4 separate regions of the Mus musculus genome follow, and all the other regions are linked to region 2. The links are chromatin contacts, called in public promoter capture Hi-C maps. All regions are on one chromosome and are shown on one strand. Each heading gives the region's core, a stretch centred on a gene start, on an enhancer-like site or on the middle of the called end of the contact. The rest is flanking DNA. Distances are from core to core; before and after follow the strand shown. Region 1 holds the start of Zfp1 (zinc finger protein 1). Region 2 holds the start of Aars (alanyl-tRNA synthetase). Region 3 holds the start of Gabarapl2 (gamma-aminobutyric acid (GABA) A receptor-associated protein-like 2). Region 4 holds the start of Cfdp1 (craniofacial development protein 1).

The links. Promoter capture Hi-C pulls out the DNA fragments that hold promoters and counts their contacts. Capture Hi-C pulls out chosen DNA fragments and counts their contacts.
Region 1: a contact with region 2 is called in a promoter capture Hi-C map of liver, with 4 times the contacts expected there. The contact joins the promoter of Zfp1 here to the promoter of Aars in region 2. A contact is called at or near these places in 3 of 39 promoter capture datasets (liver and pre-B cells), 1 of 484 Hi-C or Micro-C datasets (CD4 T cells), 2 of 115 datasets of contacts at active chromatin or transcription factors (memory CD8 T cells and pancreatic cancer cells) and 1 of 9 other capture datasets (pancreatic islet).
Region 3: a contact with region 2 is called in a promoter capture Hi-C map of pre-B cells, with 4 times the contacts expected there. The contact joins the promoter of Gabarapl2 here to the promoter of Aars in region 2. A contact is called at or near these places in 2 of 39 promoter capture datasets (liver and pre-B cells) and 1 of 484 Hi-C or Micro-C datasets (cardiomyocytes).
Region 4: a promoter capture Hi-C map of adipose tissue shows a contact between it and region 2. The contact joins the promoter of Cfdp1 here to the promoter of Aars in region 2. A contact is called at or near these places in 2 of 39 promoter capture datasets (liver and pre-B cells), 1 of 484 Hi-C or Micro-C datasets (CD4 T cells), 1 of 115 datasets of contacts at active chromatin or transcription factors (bone marrow-derived macrophages) and 1 of 9 other capture datasets (adipose tissue).

Annotation. Positions count from the first base shown.
Region 1 is chr8:111,642,023-111,645,202 of GRCm38.p6, forward strand. It overlaps Zfp1 (zinc finger protein 1), which reads left to right and starts at 1,421. Exons shown (of 4, transcript NM_001037665.2): 1 at 1,421-1,590.
Region 2 is chr8:111,032,292-111,035,565 of GRCm38.p6, forward strand. It overlaps Aars (alanyl-tRNA synthetase), which reads left to right and starts at 1,551. Exons shown (of 21, transcript NM_146217.4): 1 at 1,551-1,972.
Region 3 is chr8:111,939,108-111,942,048 of GRCm38.p6, forward strand. Gabarapl2 (gamma-aminobutyric acid (GABA) A receptor-associated protein-like 2) reads left to right here and starts at 1,596. Exons shown (of 4, transcript NM_026693.5): 1 at 1,596-1,745; 2 at 2,053-2,108. The coding sequence starts at 1,712.
Region 4 is chr8:111,852,628-111,855,664 of GRCm38.p6, forward strand. Cfdp1 (craniofacial development protein 1) reads right to left here and starts at 1,710. Exons shown (of 7, transcript NM_011801.2): 1 at 1,517-1,710. The coding sequence starts at 1,580.

The sequences.
Region 1 (3,180 bases), core at 171-2,670, 610 kb after region 2:
TATGTGAGGGGCAGTCTCCCATAGCCCAGATCAGCCTTCACCTACTCCTGCTGCTCTACTTCTGAGCACTGGGATCAATTCTATCCCCGTTCCTTTCCTTCCTGACCCCCCCATGCCTCAGAAATAGTTTTGTGTATATTTTATGCAAAGTTAAAATTATCATCAACAACAAATTTTTACGATTTTATGTGCATGAGTGTTTTGACTATTATATGTATGGATGTGCACCATATGCATGCAGCTATGCAGTGTTCATAATCACGGTCAAAACAGAAATAAAATCATACTGAGCATGGTACCGTTCGCCTGTTAGGAGACATTTCATGAGTCTAACCATCTCAGAAACAAGTTCCATCTTGCTGGCAGGGCCAAAACTGAGTTCATGTTCCCAGATCCCAGAATCAACTCCTATCCTGCTTCTTCAGGTGTTTCATGTCTGTGTGTTAACCAGTAATGGATATAAAAAGGGGGTTTTGCCATTATCCCATTATCTAACTAAGGCATGCAAATAGTAAGTGTATTTATTTCCTGTCGTGATTTAACGGACTACGTGCAGTTCCCTTATCATTCTAAATGCCAGGTCAGAGTCCAGGAGGGGACTTGACTGCAAAAGCTGACTCAGGACATTGAAACCAGGATAAGGCACAACCACCAATGTTAAACTTCCTTAACTCCTTGTGTCAAAATATGATTAGTCACTGCAACAGCCCCTCCCCGCCCCCCTTTGTGTTCCCATCCTGCAGTGCAGTCTCCCTTGGGGGACGAGGTTCAGATCCAGAACTGGCTGCCCCATACAGAAAATGAAGCTTTCATTTTGAAGCTTTTGTATCTGAAGTGAGTTTACTTAGCTTCCTCCCCTCTCCAGAACCCAGTAAGCAGGGAGCTGAAACAGGAAGATCATTAGTTTGAAGCCAGCCTAGGCTTGACAAGACCCTGTCTCAAACCAACAAACATGGGGTTATTTGTGCCAGTGCTTCCAAAAGTAACTGTAGAGCCGAGAGGTTAAGGAAAATGGTGGTAGTGGTAATGTGTGTGTCTGGGTGGGTGTAACACGGGGATCTCACTTTGTAGCCTTGACTGGACTGAGACTTTCTAAGTCTTCCAACTCCCAGGGATCTCTGCTTGCTTCTACTTCTCACTAGCTTGAATTAAAGGCGTGCACTACCACACCCAGAAAGGTGTGTGCTTCCAGTGCGGTTGAGATTTGCTTTAACGCACATATTTTGTTGTTGAAAGTTTTAATCAGTTACTCCAAATCCGGGTTTTTAACAGCACAGGAAGATGAAAGGGACCGTAACACAAACCAGACTGTTAACTTGGAAAAAACGGTCCCTACCCAACTAATAATGCGTACGTTTCCCAGAGTTCCTAGCAGCGCGGCTCAGAGGCATTATGGGAATTGTAGTCCTACACCTCAGCGTCACAGCTCCGAGGACTCTGGGAACGGCCGCTCGCTCCACAAGGTGCACGCTTGCGCAAAAGCGCTAGCGCTCGCCCTTCCCCCACCTGCAGTCGCGAGTGGGTGACAAGAGCCCCCTTCTCCGCGAGCCTCGTGACCCGGAACCGCGAGTGGAGGCTAGACCCCTCCAGGTATGTCTGCAAGGCCGGGATGCGCGGGCCCGGGAGGAAGGTCGCGTCTGCGCCGGAGTGGGAGTCTCAACTTCGACGCCTTGCGGGCCGCGGCGACCCCTGGGCGTAGGGTCGGGCCTCGAGCTCTTCTGAGAGTCGGTCCCTATGGGCTGTTCGCGGTCGGCGTGTGTGGGGTCGGAGGAGGACGGGCAGCTCCCGGGCTCAGCCTCCCTTTGGGGGGAGACGCGCCACTGCTGGCCGTCGCGGGGCTCAGGCCGCGCGGGGGCGAGTCTGGAAGCCTGGCGGGCGGGCGCGCGCTTGACCCTCCACGAGGGTGTGGGGGCGGGGCTCACGGTGCTAGCCACGCCCCCACGGTGGCTTTGCGGGCTCCTGGAACCTCCTTGTTCCTGGTGTCTGGTGTTTCCAGTTATATTGTCACGGAATTATCACGTCTATCCCGTTACTTCCGGTTTGAGCGTCAGTATAACAGATTTTTCTTTTTCTTTTTTTTTTTCCTAACATTGGCTTTTCTTTTTTTCTAATATTGACTTTTCTGTTTAGCTTGGGTAAAAGTTTTCATATAAGTATGTTGCCGAGGTCCAGCCTCAGCTTGAGGTGAGGATGGTCCTGAGAAAGGGGTGAGTGGGAGTGGTGCTGACTGAATAATATATGAGTCAGTAGTGGATACAAGCTGTCAGTTCATGTGTTCTCTTGTCAGAAACTGAACCCAGTCTTTTATTTACTAAAGATTTATTCATTAAATCTTTTTACCGCTGTTAATCATTTTCTAAAAAAAAAAATCCATGGTTACATAAATTCCAGTAATCCCGAACCTCCAACCCCCGTTTCTTTGAAATGAAAGCTAAGCAAAAGTACATTTCCTTATCTCTTAAACACAGTGTTCTCTTCACGGGCAGCAGGGCACAGTTCTTGTGGTTTCTTATTGTTTGAACACAGTCTGTTCTTCACGGCAGCTGGGCATAGCTTTTGCGGTTTCCTGGCACAGCAGACAGTCATTAAAGTGGCTATAAGAACAGAAAAGTGACAGACTACTGAGGTTAAAATGATTTCTTGCCGGGCATGGTGGCGCACGCCTTTAATCCCAGCACTTGGGAGGCAGAGGCAGGCGGATTTCTACAAAGTGAGTTCCAGGACAGCCAGGGCTACACAGAGAAACACTGTCTCCAAAAAAAAAAAAAAAAAAAAAAAAAAAAAAAAAAAAAAAAAAAAAAATCTCTTACTGGGCTGGAGAGATGGCTCAGTGGGGTAAAAGCACTGACTGCTCTTCTGAAGGTCCTGAGTTCAAATCCCAACAACCACATGGTGGCTCACAACCGTCTGTAGTGGGATCTGATGCCTTCTTCTGGTGTGTCTGAAGACAGTGACAGTGTACTTACATATATTAAATAAATCTTTACAAAGTTTTAACATTTTCGCAAGTAAAGCAGGTGGCTCTGTCTGATCTCTCTCTAGGCATTGATCTCTCCAGTCCCTCCAGTAGCAAGGAGAATGAAGGACTAACTTTTTATATGCATATCATCTTTTAATTCTCTAATCTTTGTTTCCATATCTTAACAATTCCATAGCCTCAGGTCCAAGATTGACAATCTC
Region 2 (3,274 bases), core at 301-2,800:
TTGCAAGGGCCTTTAACCTAGCACTTGGGAGGCAGAGGCAGGCAAATCTTTGTGAGTTCAAGGCCATCCTGGTTTATTTGTTGAGTTATTTGATAGCCAGGGACTATGTAAAAACAGAGGAAAAAATAAAAATAAAAAGACAAGGTCTTGGTATATAGCTGTGAACAAAAACTGGAAAGAGACTATACTATGTCTGTGGATACTAATTGACTGATTAGATCTGAGGTCAGTACTGTGAAGACAGGAATGTCGTAAGCTCACAGGCTAATTGAATTTGTCTTGGACTAGTTCTGGCCTTCTGAAAACAACCATTCTTTGTCCATTTCTGTGTTTGAACTAATAAAGTCTTGTACTAACAGATAGAAACCATTTGGAATCTATTAACTTACCAGACCACTGGCTTCCACCATCCAAAAAGCTAAAGATGCCATCAGATAACATCTTGGGTCTATAGAAAAGCTTTCCATCTTGCTATAGTCGCCTTTCAGATATAACCATCACTATATTTTAAAATTACCTTGACTTATGACTCTCTTTGTTCTGTAAAGCTGTACATCATGAAAAAGTTTTCGTGTAATTTGGGGTTTCCTCATCTGTGAAAAAGTGGTACTAGCAGACCTGATAATACAGTTTAAAAATTAAACGGTGTGTGAACTTTTTAGTGTGATGCCTTACCTATAGATTTTAGGTTTTGTGTGTGTTATTTTGAGACTGTGCCCAAGGCCCAAGGGTAGCCTTAAGCTCTGATCCTCTTGGCTCTCAAGTGCTGGGACTATGGATGTGCGTCACCGTTGTAGGCGTTTCCTAAGAATGTTGACTTGTTTTCTAAAGCAAACAGAGGGACAGATGTCCTTTAACTTGGGTTACGTCATTTCTTCCTCTTCAAAATCAAGACCCGAATTTCTTCTTATTGGGACCTGAAGGACAAATATAAAGCTATGCCTAATGTCACAGGACTGTACTGCCTCCTACTCCGGAGGCTAAGACAAGAGTGAAAAATTCAAGGCCAACCTGGACAATTTATCCAGACCCTGTCTCAAAGAGAGAACCGGACGTATCAGTCAGTGCCAAAGCGCTTCGGCGTGGTTGAAGCACTTATTTCAGTCCAGGGTACCGTTAAAGAAGGCATGCCGATCTATACGCGATAACAATAAGAACATTTGATTGGTGCACACCTGCAAGACTGGCAAATCCCCTGATTTCAAGACCACCTTGCTCCGTTTCAAAAGGCCGAAAAACGAACCTTTGAGGTACGTGTATCACTTTGCAGTTAAACAGTTCTATGCCAAAATCTGTGATCGCCACCAAATTCATGTTTTCATTCCTCTTGTTAACTGTCAACTATTAGGGCTTTGCCAATAGAACCCAAAATGTCTGCCTCCTGAAGCCAATAGTCAACCCTGTCACGTGACACTCCATGTCCTAGCTTTCTTGAGCATTGCATCAGCCGAGCCCAGGAGCCTTCCCAGAAACCGGCTTGTTAGCTCATTCGCGCTCCGAATGATTGGCATGCCAGTGGACCAATCATATCAGAGGATGACAAGGCGTAGCGGGTCACTTTTCATCAGAGCGCTCTGATTGGATGGTGAGGTACGGCTCTGGCACCGGTTGTGGCGGGTGAGTATAGCTTCTTGTGCGCATCTGAGGGAGCAGGTAACTGCCGGCGAGTGGCGGTGGGCTCCGGGCAAGGAAGGACCTGGGGACCCGGACCCTCGGGAAAAAAAGCAAGTGAGCCCCGAGAGCTCTACGAGAAGAGCCGGCGCTTGGAGGGGGAGGGGCAGCTGCAGCGGGCTGCCGGGCGGTCCCGCCCCTGGCCTGGGTCAGGACCCGGTCTCCGCAGGAGCCGGATCTCGAGAGTAGCTTTTGCTATTCCCTCGGAGCACTGAGAGTGGTGTGGTTTCTGGTGGACTTGCAGAGGACCAAGACCTTGGGAAGATCGCGGTTGCTCTTCAGTCGCCACCCAGAGCTAAGGGTTTGTCTCCTCTAATTTTAATCTCTTAGGGGGTTAGGGAACCAGGCCTGAAGAGCAGGGTGACTAAGATAAATGGAGTCTCTCTAAGAGGCATCTTCATTCATTCTTTATTAGGTTCTCACACCTTACCCCAGACTGGCCTGAACTCAACTCTGTAACCCGGGCTGGCCTTGAACTCGCGGCAGTTCTCCTGCCTCAGCATTTCAAGTGCTGGAATTACAGGCGTGAGCCAGCACTCCAGACTCGCTTCTTTCTGTTGCTGTTTTGAGACAGGGTTTCACTATGTAGACCAGGCTGGTCTCGACTCACAGAGATCTTCAAGAGTGGTGGGACCAAAGGCGTGTGCTACGACCCTCGGCCCGATTCGATTCTTAAAAACAGAATAGTTGATACCTTCAGGTTCACCCGAACAAATATATTCAGCAATTTTTTCAAACAGTCTAAGTTTCCTGGTGTGCTTTGGAGTATGTTAGTGCAGAGCATGCTATTTACAGATTAGTATAATTAATCATGAGCATGGGTGACGACCACTTTACTAGATACTGAAAATACACTGTAACGGTGAAGTGAAGCCAGCCAGGATTCCTACTGAGATGTAACATAGACTGTGATTGGGAGGTGAGCATTAAATAGTCACACCAAATAAATCATTTGAGGCTAGGAGACAGTATAAAGAGGAGAGACCTGGTGAAGAAAGGAAAGGTTTGCTTAAGTATGTTTCTTTGTGATTGATCAAAACGACCTCATTAGGAAGAAGGGAAAGGAGAGGCCAGGCAGAACGGCTAGCTTGTAAATGGAAATATGTTACAAGGTCCTGTGGCTGAAGTCACCTTGTAATTCAAGGCCCTGGGTCTGGCCCCAAGCTTGCAAATACAAACAAATAAATAAAAGTTCTGAAGGCCTTTTAAGCCCCTGCTGGGATGTACTGTTTTCGGACCTGCCTCTGCTACAGACGTGTTATGTATATTGAGGAAAGAACAAGTTTTAATGTTGGAAACTTTATTTATTTATTCATTTATTTATTTATTTATTGGGGGCTGGGTCTCTGACCTGGAAACCTCCAACCCTCCATTTTCCTTCCTCAGCCTCCCGAGCTCTGGGATGGTCAGAGTGGGGACACAGCTTTCAACAGCCTTCAGTCTTCATAGGGTAATGGACATGTTAGATCCCAGTATACAACTCTGGTGTAGTCTGTATGTAGTGGCCACCCTATGGGGGCACTGGTTCTCCACTGGCTCTTAGCACACAGTCCTCATTCATTACTTAGGCAAAGGTGGGAGGTTCAAGTGTGCTCTAGAAAGT
Region 3 (2,941 bases), core at 346-2,845, 910 kb after region 2:
AATTTCTGTAGTAGCCCTCCACCCCAGCAGTGCTTCATGTTCTTGTCATCCACTGTTTTACTTTTCTAAATGTCACCTGTCATCACCTGACATTTAGTTTCTGTTCCCAAGGCACAAAAGCTCTGCTACAGCAGGGGTGTTGTTTGTTTTGCTCCATGGATTTCTCCCAGTCTCCAGAACAGCACTGTGTTATGTCTGCAACATAACACTCAATGCATTTTTTGTTTTGCAGAAGACAAACACCTAGTTGCTCAGACACAGTCTTTTTTTTTTTTTTTTTTCCAGACAGGGTTTCTCTGTGTAGCCCTGGCTGTCTGGGAACTCACTCTGTAGACTAGGCTGGCCTTGAACTCAGAAATCCACCTGCCTGCCAAGTACTGGGATTAAAGGCATGGGCCACCACACCCAGCTAACACAAAGTTTTAAAAGTTCTTTAAATTAAATTTTTTTTTCCTTAAGATTTTCATTATCTTCCCTGCATCTGGGTGTGTATGTGTATGGAGGCTTGCCACAGTGAATGCCTTGAGGCCAGAAGATAACCTTTGTAAACAGGTTGTCCTCCATCACTTGGGTCCTCAGGATTGAACTCCGTCTGGCAGGCTTGGCACCAAGCGTTTTTACCTGCTGGGAACTGAGTCTCTCCCCTCCCCCCAGTGGAAAATAACAAATACTTTCAGAATGAAGTTATAGCCACAGCATCTATCAGGAATTTCAACTGTAGGGAATGATTGATGACAAGGTTCAAACACTGGCTCTACAGATGCGGCAGATCATATAAGCACGTGGTCAGGTGGCCGATTAACTGCATATTCATGTTCTGTGTTCACCAGTGCATAAACAGATGGTGACCCAGAGCCGACTTCCTGGATGACTATGCTACGACTTGGACAGGGGTGGAACCTCGAGGCTTGTGCCTAGGGCAGGTGACACCCACAGCTCAGGGTTAGTGCCGAGCCACTCCCACTGCCAGCTCCTTCTCCTAGGGTGTCTTATGACCAGCTCTCCCAGGAATCCTCCCCGCCTGACACTGGCACTTCGCCTCTGACAGTTTCCGATAAAGAATCTCTGTGATCAGGGATATTCCGTTGACTAAATGAGTATGTGTGGTACTTGTTCATAAGTGTTCATGAATGTTTAAAATATGTATTCGTGAGTGGGAAGTGAGATTTGTTTAAATCAAATTTTAGGTGCAACAACTCCTATACTAGACCTCTAGGTGGTCACCAGTACTCGTTGCACACAGCGCTTGGAACAGGTTATCCCTCCATGCCGAGCTCCCGCCTTCTCACCCAGCCAAAAATTAATATTCATTTCTCCTTAAGCCCCAGACTTCCCCTTCCAGAGCCCTTTACAAGCGTTCCAAGCTATGAGCCATGACCTGCCTGTCATGCACAATCCTGAAACTCCATTCCAGTCACTAATTCCTAAAGTCTCCACTGTCACTCACAGACTTCCCAGCCACCTACGTCAGTCTCCATTCCCAGGAGCGCTCCTAGGTCTCCGCTTAGGCTCCGCCCTCTCACGTAATCGTAGCCTACTGAAGCTCTTACCAGGCCCGCCGGAAGCCCCGCCCCGGGAGGTTGCTAGGCTCCGGCAGCCGGAAGTCCCGCCTGTGGAGTAGTCGTCGCTGCCGCCGCCGCCTCCGTTGTTGTTGTGGTCGCTTCGCCGAAGTCCGCGGCTCGAAGAGCCGGCTCCGTCGCTTCCCGTCGCCATGAAGTGGATGTTTAAGGAGGACCACTCTCTGGGTAAGCGCGGTCGGCCTGCGGGGCCCCAGATCGCGGCCCCTCCCCCACTCCCGCCGCCCTGCCGGGCCCGCTGGGTCGCCAAGGCCCCGGCATCCTGGCGCCTCCCACGGACCCGTGTCGCCCTACGTGGATCTCGCTGGGAGTTCCTGAGGGGATCTGTGGCGAGGGACTCCGGGGCTAGGACTCGGGGCGTACGCACGCAGGCAGGTTGCGGGCGGAGAAGGGCGGACAGGAAGAAGGGGTTCCGGCAGCGGCGGCCCTGCTGTCCGGCAAGTGCGAATGTCAGCCTGGTTTTCTTCTTCCCCAGAACACAGATGCGTGGAATCCGCGAAGATCAGAGCGAAGTACCCCGACCGAGTTCCGGTGAGTGTGGACTCCCCGCCCCCTCACCCCGCTGTCACCCTTAGCGTCTAGGAGAGGTGTCGGGCGGGCGCGCTAGGCCGTGCAACAGTTGAGAACTTAAGGTCTCAAGGTGTAGCCCAGAGACCGAGGACAGCCTGGGGTTCCGCCGGCCCAAGCTTGGGGCTTAAGGGGCTGGTGCTGTCCAGGGGCACCAGTGCTGAATCTCCCGATCTAGGGCAGCAAGCTGCTTGCAGCCTCTCGGCTCCCTCACCAATTATGTAAGGAACCGTGTTCTAGGACAGGGCAACAGGTCACTGCCACTTTGGGGAATGATGGTGGAGGGAGACTGGCATTTGGGGTTGGATACGGTAGCATCCTTTCAAGGTAGTCATCTTTAACGCTGGACCTTTAACTTCGAGTTTCTCTTTACCCTGATTCTGCCATCCTTGTTTGACTAACAAATCTGAAATGCTCTCGTTTTGCCTCTAATCAATAAGTATGTTGCTTTATTTCTGCTTTCTGCCCTAGTTGGGGCGATCGTTTCTGATATCACTATTGATTTTTGAAGGACATAAAGTCTTACTATTGTAGTGCTTTGCTTGTAAACAGTCCCTTTGAGAAGCAGGAGGATAAATGTTAACTGTTCAGAGAGAAGCAACAGGCCAAATGAAAATGTCGGCTCTTGGGTGGCTGTAGTTGTATAGCTTTGCCCTTAGTTCATCCATTTCTTTCCAGTGTTGTTGGGGATTGGAATGCTCTAACAGGGTCTATCTATGGATCAAAAGATGACAGATGAAACCCTAGCCAGATCAATCTTTTCATCGGCCTAGATAAAATGTTAGAGAGCTACCCTT
Region 4 (3,037 bases), core at 460-2,959, 820 kb after region 2:
TTCTTATCCACAACGCCTAGAGTTACTTTTCGCCTAAGCAACTACACTGGAATAAATAACTTTACGGAAACGCCTAAGCCAGGGCAAGGTACAAGATGAGAAGGGAGTATGTTTTGGTATTAAGATGTACTGGTAGTTGGGCATTGGTGGTGCACGCCTTTAATCCCAGCACTCGGGAGGCAGAGGCAGGCGGATTTCTGAGTTCAAGGCCAGCCTGGTCTACAGAGTGAGTGCCAGGATAGCCAGGGCTACAAAGAGAAACCCTGTCTCGAAACAAAACAAAACAAAAAAGACATACTGGCTGAAGTTAAGAACACGGGTTGCTTTTTCAAAGGGTCCACTTACAATCCCTAGCCCCGATTCAAGGGTCCACAATCGTCTATAATTCGACTTCCAGGGGATATTAATACCTATTCTAGGCTCTGAAGACACTAAATATACATGTAGATACATACAAATAGATGTGCATGTAGGCAAAACACTCACACACATAAATGTTTAAAAGATTTGTCTGGACCTCGCATAAGCTGGATTCTTAGTGTGCTCCTCTACCGCACCCCAAGAAAAAAAAGATAGCTAGGCCATTAAGAGTGTGCGCTTCAGCCGGGCGTGGTGGCGCATGCCTTTAATCCCAGCACTTGGGAGGCAGAGGCAGGTGGATTCGAGGCCAGCCTGGTCTACAAAGTGAGTTCCAGGACAGCCAGGGCTATAGAGAAACCCTGTCTCAAAAAAAAAAAAAAAAAAAAAAAAAAAAAAAAAAGAGTGTGCGCTTCATTCCAAAGGATCTGACTTTGGTTCCAGAGTCGGGCGGCTCACAACTGAGTGTAACTCCTTCACCTGGGGACCCGATACCCCCTTCTGTCCTCTTTGGCCACCTGAATGCACCGCCATACATACACAAAAATAATAAGGGGCTGGCGAGACGACTCAGCTCTACAACCACCTGTAACTCCAGTCCCAGAAGCCCTAGGCACACACATGATGTACAGAGACAGACAGACATTCAGGAAAAAACACTGATATACGTGCCATAAAATCTCTAAAAATAAAACTTTTGAAAAAGTTCTTAAAAGAGGACGATGGGTAGCTCCTGCAAAGAGGGAAAACACATTATCACATCAACTTTCTAACAAGCCGATCCCTTCCGAACCCAGAGGCGGACAATTGAGTTTCGGACGTGAAGGAAGCTGGCAATTCCCTAAAAACAATCTCCAATGTCCGGGTCGGCTTCCAGAACCAGCCGGTAGGTAGGTAGTACGCTCAGCCTGCGGGCTTCACGCGCCTGTTCCCGCGCTCCGAGGGGGCGGCGGCCCAGGACAGCAGCTATGCAGAACCGACACATGCGTGTTCCAGGCCGCCTGAGGGCCGGGGTCCTGATAACCCGAACTCCGGAGCCCACGGGCCGTGGGGACCTCGCGATCACGAGGCCCACGCCCTGGGGACCGTCCGGGAGAGTCTCGAGTGAGGTGTGAAGCGTGGAAACCACCCTCCTTTCGCCTCAGGCCGAATCGCTCACCGGACGGCAAGTAGTCCTCATCCTCGTCCGATGTGGAGAAGTCTTCGGAGTCGAATTCCTCCATGCTGCTGTCACTTGGGGCCTGCTACCCACACGACTGCGGCCACTGCCCCAAAATAGCGAAGCTAGATATAGGGCGAGACCATAGGGGTACAGGACCAGCAGCTAGGGCCGCCCTAGAGGCGAGCGCACATGCGCAGGCAGTGCCACGTGGTCAGAGACGACACTTCCGGCTGCTGCGATTGGTCAGTCTACACTCACCGGGCCCTTGTGGGATTCCGGACCCCCACCTCTCAGAAGCGATGCATGCTGGGGCTTGTAGTTTTCAACGGTACCGTGCGTCCTTAATGGAGAATGGCTTATCTGCGGAAATAGTACTTTCTCTTTATACTTGTCTTTTTATTTTGAAATTTGCTCACAAGCTAATATTTTTTCTAACTCTAAAATCAGAGATTAAAATGTCGCTCCCGGATATGCTCAGCGAGTAAAAACTGAAAGCTGAATAGATAGATGCTAAAGTTCCCATCAACTTTTGAGCAAGGCTGAGGCTCTGCCTTTTTGATTCAATTCTCTCGCTAGAATCGAATTCTTTAATGCAGTTTTTGTGCCTTTTCCCTGCATTTTTGTTTTTGTTTGTTTTTTTTTTTTTTCTGCCTAAAATTGCTCCCAAGAACACTACCGAAACTCTGTCTAATATTCTAAGCGCAAGAAGACTGCGACGCTCTTTCCTGAGAAACTCGGCCTGTTAAGTAAGCTACATTCAGGCCTGAGTTACAAGTACTGTTGGCAGTAAGTTCAGCATTAATGAATCAACAATCCGATAATCACTAAAAGACAAAAGGAAATCCGCTTATCTGTGAGGGAAGCCACTACACAAAGTGCTAGATTGACACTTTTGAAACAACGGGAAAGATGGATGGAAAAGCAGTTAAATTTGTGAGTATGTGAGGATTGGCGAGACGGCCCAAAGGTTAACAGTACTTGTTGCTTCTGCAGCAAAACTAGGTTTGGTTCCTAGCATCCCCAACATGGCGGTTCACTACCGCCCTGGTTCTGACCTCAATAGGCACCAGGCATGTATGTAGTACAGTGCAGCAAGCACCTTCACCCACTGAGCCATGCCCCTAGTCCCTCAGAAATCACCTTCTGCCGGGCGTGGTGGCGCACGCCTTTATATATATATATATATACACACATTTTTTTAAAACTGTGATGAGAATATAATGCATACTGTACTGAGAATAATCGAACTCTCGGAGCACATGAAGGAGGAAGATGAGGAAATCTTAGCAGAGAAATCCGTAGGAACAACCAATAGGAAATTTTAGCAGAGACATCGGGAGGACCAACCAATGCTCTGGATGAGTGGGTAAAACCTGGTGGGAGTTGACCAATGGGATGGCAATGGGAATCAGCCTAAGAGTTCACAGCCGTCAAAATATCAGTGTGGAATACATCTAAAGGGGGCTGGGGAAGGTGACGTAGAAGAATGTGACCCAATGCTTAATTGTGCCCTCAAAT